Linked DNA regions of Anser cygnoides: region 1 is linked to region 2. Evidence: chromatin contacts called from public Hi-C data. All regions are on one chromosome and are shown on one strand. The core of a region is the stretch at or near the end of the contact, and the rest is flanking DNA. Distances in the headings are between cores, read along the strand shown. Region 1 holds the start of FUCA2 (alpha-L-fucosidase 2). Region 2 holds the start of LTV1 (LTV1 ribosome biogenesis factor).

Region 1 (3,341 bases), core at 797-3,296, 140 kb before region 2:
AATGAACAGCCTTATTTCTGGAGGCCTTCTAACAATATATGTTGTGACTGCTAATATTTAGGGGAACAAGGTTTGAAAGCATTCACCTCCCTATGAATTAAGCCAAGCAGCAAAGCTCCTGTTGGCAAATTAAGGCATAAATGAATACAGTTTGAAAGTGAGATAAAGAAAAGGAAAAAAATAAATAAAGAAAGAAAGAAAGAAAAAAGAGAAAAAAATGAAAAAGGGAAGAAAAAATTAAATGAAAAAGGAAAAAAAGAAGAACAGAATCTGAATGTTTCAGATTGTGCTTCTCTCTCCCGTCCTGAGCTGGTCTCTGACCTCAGCTTTGCATGACCACAGCAGCTGCATGAACTTGTTGTAACCTTCCCAAAGAGACTTCAGTGTAAGCAAGCAATCTCTAGCAGCCAATGAGAGAAAAAAAAAAAAAACGAAGAAAGAAGAGGCTGTGACAGTCTTCCTCCATGCAAGAACCTGAAAAAAAAAAACACCTCTTATTTTAAAGTATGTAATTGCATAAAAAGAGGTAACATCCTTCCTTCTTTTCCTTTGTCAACACTTCTGCTCTGACAGGATTAAGTTTTAGAACTGTACTGACCAAGGCTGTGCAGCTCTGAAGGGAAGAAGGCAGACTGGGTGACCATTGGGGTTTTTGACTTTCCCTTTGAAGGTGTCAGCAAAGGACCTCAGCCACCTGACTGTGCATGCTGCCAGAAGGCCCTGGAGCAGCTCCACACCTATACATACCTACGGATGGGAGGCAACAGGGACATAAACAACTTTATCAACTAAGAAGAACCAGTGGATGTTTTTAGAAAAACAGTACAAAATTAATATTTGAGCCTGAATCTGTGTACGAATCCTACTCTGGGAGCACAGCACTCAGAGTAAGGCTTGGTCCAAAACTTAGCTTTTTTTCACCCCACAGAGTCATTACTTAGTAAATAAAAAACTCCTGGTACCCTTAAACACAACTCTGTAAAAAATAAGCCAAACACTGCCTTCAAAAAACTGGTTTGCTTACAGGGAAGTTGATTTGTTTTACGAAAGTTGCATTTAAACTTTATTGTAGCTCTGCTGGAGAGCTGTTGTTAACCTTCATACTGTACATGATGCAGGGCACCTCACTCCAAGTCCTACAGGAAGTATTTGGTAGAGCACGGAAAGAAGGTGGCAAAACAAATGGCTACAGCCAAAGGGCCCGAGCCAGCGAGCACTCAACAAACCCAAGGTTTCATCCAGCCTTTGAACTACAACTACTTGAAGGATCTGGGCTTTCCGTTAAGTGGATAATACCACATAAACGAAGCACCAGCACAAAAGGCGCACAAGAAAACAGGAGGCCGTGTGCCAAGCAAAGGAAGCAATGCGGGGAGCGACGGGCTCCACAAGGGCTGCTCGAAGCCCTCTCAGAGGCTGTGGGGATCTGCAACACCTGTCCTGCACAGATCCTGGGGCAACCTGCTTCTTCTGACCCTTCACTGTGGCACCTGAGTGGTCTCCCTCTGATGCTTTATCTCCTTCACGAACATTGCAGAAAAAGCATCCTCCAGCTCTGGTCCCCCTGCTCACCGGGCTGACGCTAGCCCACCCGCTCAGCAGTGCCAGGGCTGCACACACCGCTGGCCGCACGTACCAGCCTCAAGCCCCTTCCCAACCGGGGCCATGAAGCCCGGGGTCTCTCTGCTCGGCCCCACCTGGGGTACAACCCCCTTGGGCTGTGACCCCCGTCCCCGAAGCGCTGCTCCCCGGGCAAGCCCCGTTACCGCCGGCGCGGGGGCCGCCATTTCGTGGGCGGGGGGCGAGGCGGGGAGCTCACCAGAACCACTCGCTGCCGAAGCTGGGCACCGAGAACACGCCCCAGTGGATGAAGACGCCGAATTTCGCCTCGTCAAACCAGGCGGGCAGCGGCCGGGCGTCCAGCGAGCCCCAGGTGGGCTGGTAGCGGGGCCGCCCGGCCAGGAGCCCGGGCAGCCCCAGCAGCAGCAGCAGCCCCAGCGGGGCGGACATGGCGGCGGCAGGCGGCCGGGCGGGGGCCGGGCGCAAGGCGGGGCCGGGGGCGGTGGCTCCTGCCCGCGGGGCCGGCCCCTGCCCGGAGCGAGAGGCCGAGACCAGCCGCGGCTGATCGGGCTCGACCCGGCCAGGGTTACCCCGGTGTGTGCCGGCCTCCTGGGTGGTTCCTGCTGCTATCTGCGCACCCCTCCCATAACTTTGCTCCTTCCCTGCCTGCCACCGGGCTGGGCGAGTGAGCCTCGTGGTTCTCCTCTTCTTGTGTGGAAAAGCACACGAGTCGAGGTGTTCCTGCCCGTCAGTACTCCTTCACTTGGCTGCTCTATCAGCAAGGGTTACCTGAATAGGAGGATTTTAAGAAAAAAAAAAAAAAAAAGTAATTGAGTACTTGATTTCTGTCCTGGTCGACATTCTGCCCTTCCTCATGCCCAGGAGGATGGCCATGGGCTGGAAGTGCCTGGCCATGCATGGCTGGTGACCGTCGCAAACACCCAGCCTTCTCCCTCAGTGTTTACCCAAAAAGCCACTTGCAGGGAGCACCGGGGCCTGCAGCCAGCACCAGGACTGAACGTCGGCTCTGCTGCCAGTACCCGCCTCAGAGGCAGCCCCAGCAGGCTGCTGGCGTTGCCTGTCCTGCCTGCTTCCAAATGTGGCTTCAGTGCCTCGCCACAGGCCTTCCTTCCCTCTCCTTCCCTAGCCGAGAAGAGCAGGGTGTTAGTTACCTCTGTGCTCTGCAGCTCCTGCTGGGAGGTGATGGCTTTGGGGGGGAAGAGGCATCTCCAAATGTGTCAAGGAGAGATTTCATTAAAGAATCATAGAATCATAGAAGCCACCAGAACAGCTTCACAGGAAGCCTGCGCTGAAACTGCCTTCCTGTAGTGGGTTTACATGGCAAGGTTTTGGTAGCAGGGGACTTGCAGGGGTGGCCTCTGTGAGATGAGTCCAGATAAGGGCTAGTTCAAGTCAGATCCAAAGGGACCCATTGCTGGCCAGAGCCAAGCCAATAAGCAATGTTGTTTGTGCCTCTGGGAGAGCAGATTTAAGAAAGGGAAAAACAAAACACAACAAAACAAAACAAAAAAACCTGCTGTGCAACAGTAGCTGGGACAACAAGGAGTGAGAACCAGCCCTGAAGCCCCCCAGGTCAGTGCAGCAGGAGGGCAGGAGGTGCTCCAGGCAGGGAGCAGCAGTTCCCCTGCGGCCTGTGGAGAGGCCCCTGGTGGAGCAGGCTGTCCCCCTGCAGCCCATGGGTCCCACACGGAGCAGATCTCCACGCTGCAGCCCGTGGAGGAGCCCCCGGTGGAGCAGGTGGATGTGGCCTGGAGGAGGCT
Region 2 (3,150 bases), core at 384-2,883:
AAAGTCACTCTGCATGGAAATGAAATGAAAGAAAGTTCCTGAAACCTTCCTTAAAACTTTGGGAGTCCTTTGATCATATCTGGTAGCTCTGTTGTGGGTGGTGTACTCCTGCAGAGTTGCGTTCAAAGTGGAGATAGTTACGTCAAAAATACAAAGTTAGGGTTGTAGCTTGGTGGTTCAGAGGCCTAATTTATGCTCCCAGCTTCAGATGTTAATTTATCAGCAACCTGAGTGGAATAACTTCACTGACATCAGGTCAGCACCAGAATCCCACCTACAGCATCCAGACAAGTTTGCTCTGCAGAGCTGAGGGCTGGCCTAGCCTGCAGCCTGCCTGCCAGGCCTTCAAAGCGACGGGTGGCAACTTTCGCTCTGTAATTACTTCGTAATAACTTTTGCTTTGCAAGAACTAAAAATTACTAGTATGAATTTTCTGACATGGAAGGCAAATTGTTGATAGAGAAAGGCGGACTTCCAGCACAGTGCTTTTCGGGCAGTACTGCCTCTGCAGTGAGATGCTTTTTGATGTGTTGAGCCTGCAAGGTGCCTGAGCAGAGGTGCCTGGCAGTGTGCAGGGGGATATATGGCCTTGTAGGGCTTTGGTGAAAACAGACATATAGGTGGAGTCGCCATCCGAGAGACAGCCTCACGCACATATCATGTCCATCAGGTATTACATTTGGGGTTTTGATAAATCTGAAGCCCATTGGAACGAGGTGACTCAGCCTTAGGGATCAGCAAAGGAGCCCGTATGCTGTTTGTTACTCCTAATCTCTCAGTTTTAAAACTAATCTCCAGATATATCGCTGTTGACATACACTATCAGCCTCTCGTGATAAGGGGGCCTATTGTTTTGAACGCAGCACAGCGCCTTCCCTCACCCGCTTGTGGGGGTGCGGGCAGGAAACACAGCGCAGGGTTACGAGGTAGGGCAGAAAACCCTGAGGCCTAAAATACCAGAGAGGTAACTTTAACTTGTGCTTGTGAGCAACAGAGCTGAGAGAAGCTGCCGTGCCCCTGGGCCACGTTCGGGGCACACTATGGCTCCTGAGGGGCCTTGGGGATGGCTGCCAGCACCCTGCTGCCCCCCAAGGGCTGGGGAAGCTGAGCCGGGAGCGGAGGGGCAGGGCTTTTTGTTCACTTTTCATTTATTTATTTATTTATTTTTTGCCTTAGCACGGCGGAGCTCGGCCGTCCCCAAGAGGGCGCCTCCCCCCCCCCCCCCCCGGGAAATAACGCGCCCCCCCCCCGTGCACCCCGAGCCCCCCCAGCCCCGCCGGGGCACGGGGCTCCGCCCCGCCCCGCACCGCTACGCCCCGCCCCGAATAGGTGCGGCGGGGGGCGGGGCCCGAGCGTTAAGCCACGCCCCTCGGTGGATCGCCACGCCCCCGTGGCGGATAGCCACGCCCCCCTCGACAGCCCGCTCCGGGCCCCTTCCTCCGCCACCGCCCTCCCGCGACTGCGCTTGCGCCTGGCCCGTTGGCCCGCCCCACCGCCGTCCGCCATTGCGGCCCGCCCGCGGGCGGAACCACTCCCCGCTAACTGGGGGGGGGGGGGAGCTGGGGAGCGTGTGTCTGTGGAGATTGGCCACGTGCCCTTTATGCGTTTAAGGGGCTCGCTCTCAACTTAAATGCCGACTTTGTTCAGAGAAAGCTCGTCGTTGTTGTTAACTGAGGAAAAATGACTCCTTTGCCGCGGTGGCACCATGTCGGCTCCCCCCCTTTCGGCCGGTGGTTGGTCCCAAACCGGAGGCCGCCGCTCGGCCGCGCTGAGGCCGGGTCCGCGTGAGCGTGAGGGGGCCGGGGCCGGGCCGCCATGGTGAGCGCCGGGCGGGGGGGGAGGGGGGCGCGTGCCGCCCCCCAACGGCCCCCCAACGGCCCGGCCGGGGGCAGCCTCGGGCCCGCGGCAGCGCTGAGGGGGCCGTGCTCATCGTTCGTGTTTTACCGGTGATTAACCAAATGTCCTCCTGCAGCCGCACAAGAAGAAGAAGCCCTTCATAGAGAAGAAGAAAGCTGTGACGTTTCACCTAGTGCACAGGAGCCAGAGGGACCCGCTCGCTGCCGACGATACCGCGCCACAGAGAGTTCTGCTGCCTGCCCAGAAAGTAAACGTTTGCTTTTAACGCTGGGGTTCGCTCGGATAAGAGGTGCTGCAGGAGGGGAAAGCGCTGCACAATCGTACAATTCAAGCCCGTAGCCTGAAAGGAGATATTGTTTAGTCCAGCTTATTAAAAAGAAGGAGATGTTGCAGGGATTTGATAGTTGTGAGTTACTGTCTGGTGGGTTAAGGAGGACTAGCTGACACTGCTTTATTTCTGTTTTAAAATATATTCGTATCCACAAAGATTGACCAACCCAGCCTGGAAAAAGCAGGCTTTGTTAGTTTTGCTGCTTATAGAAGAAGTTCTTTAAGTTTGTGCTCAGACAGCATCCAGGTGCTGAAGCAGATGGTCACAGCATTCTCATTTACAGTGCGTTAGGCTAATGAGCAGAGAGGTGACTCTAAGAACTGCTGTGGAGTCAGCATAATTGGATCCAAGTTCGCTTGGATCCAATTCAGAGAACTCTAGTTCTTACTCCTAATACATTTCTTTCACGTAAGTGAACATAACCTGTGCTTTTTTTAATCAGGGTTTTCCTTTTCAATGTACTTTCACCCATACCTTAAGCCTAATTTTATTCCTGCCTCTTTTGTTTTTTTTTTTTTTTTCTGCAAGCTGTTTTCAGCACGGAGGAATTAGGCTGGTTGTTGTGGTTTTTTGTTTGTTTGTTTTTGATTGGTTGGTTCAGGCAGTTCAGGCACTGTCAATGAATGCATTGCTTTCCTTTTTGCTAATAAGTTTTATGTGGACTTAAATAACTAATTGCACTTTTTCTTCCAATTCCAAGGGTCATGATGAGCAGAGGAGAGAAGAGCAGCGGAAGTATGGAGTCTTCTTCGATGATGACTATGACTATTTGCAGCATCTGAAAGAAGCCTCTGGTCCCTCGGAGCTTGTCCCTTCTGTGCGTGGACAGCAAAGCAGAATTGTCATCACAAGTGAGGGTCACATAGAGGATGAAATTCAACGAATTGCTGTAAGTTGTACTTTGCTACTAATCATCTTATTTTTGTACTGTTGAGAGTAGCAGCCTGTAGACAAATTGATCA

Evidence for each region. Hi-C and Micro-C count contacts between places; a contact is called where the count stands out from the background.
Region 1: a contact with region 2 is called in a Hi-C map of liver, with 2.2 times the contacts expected there. The contact joins the promoter of FUCA2 here to the promoter of LTV1 in region 2. A contact is called at or near these places in 2 of 7 Hi-C or Micro-C datasets (both in liver).

Annotation. Positions count from the first base shown.
Region 1 is chr3:57,829,026-57,832,366 of Taihu_goose_T2T_genome, reverse strand. It overlaps FUCA2 (alpha-L-fucosidase 2), which reads right to left and starts at 2,046. Exons shown (of 7, transcript XM_048080772.2): 1 at 1,820-2,046. The coding sequence starts at 2,010.
Region 2 is chr3:57,684,215-57,687,364 of Taihu_goose_T2T_genome, reverse strand. It overlaps LTV1 (LTV1 ribosome biogenesis factor), which reads left to right and starts at 1,633. Exons shown (of 11, transcript XM_013194208.3): 1 at 1,633-1,818; 2 at 1,973-2,104; 3 at 2,889-3,077. The coding sequence starts at 1,816.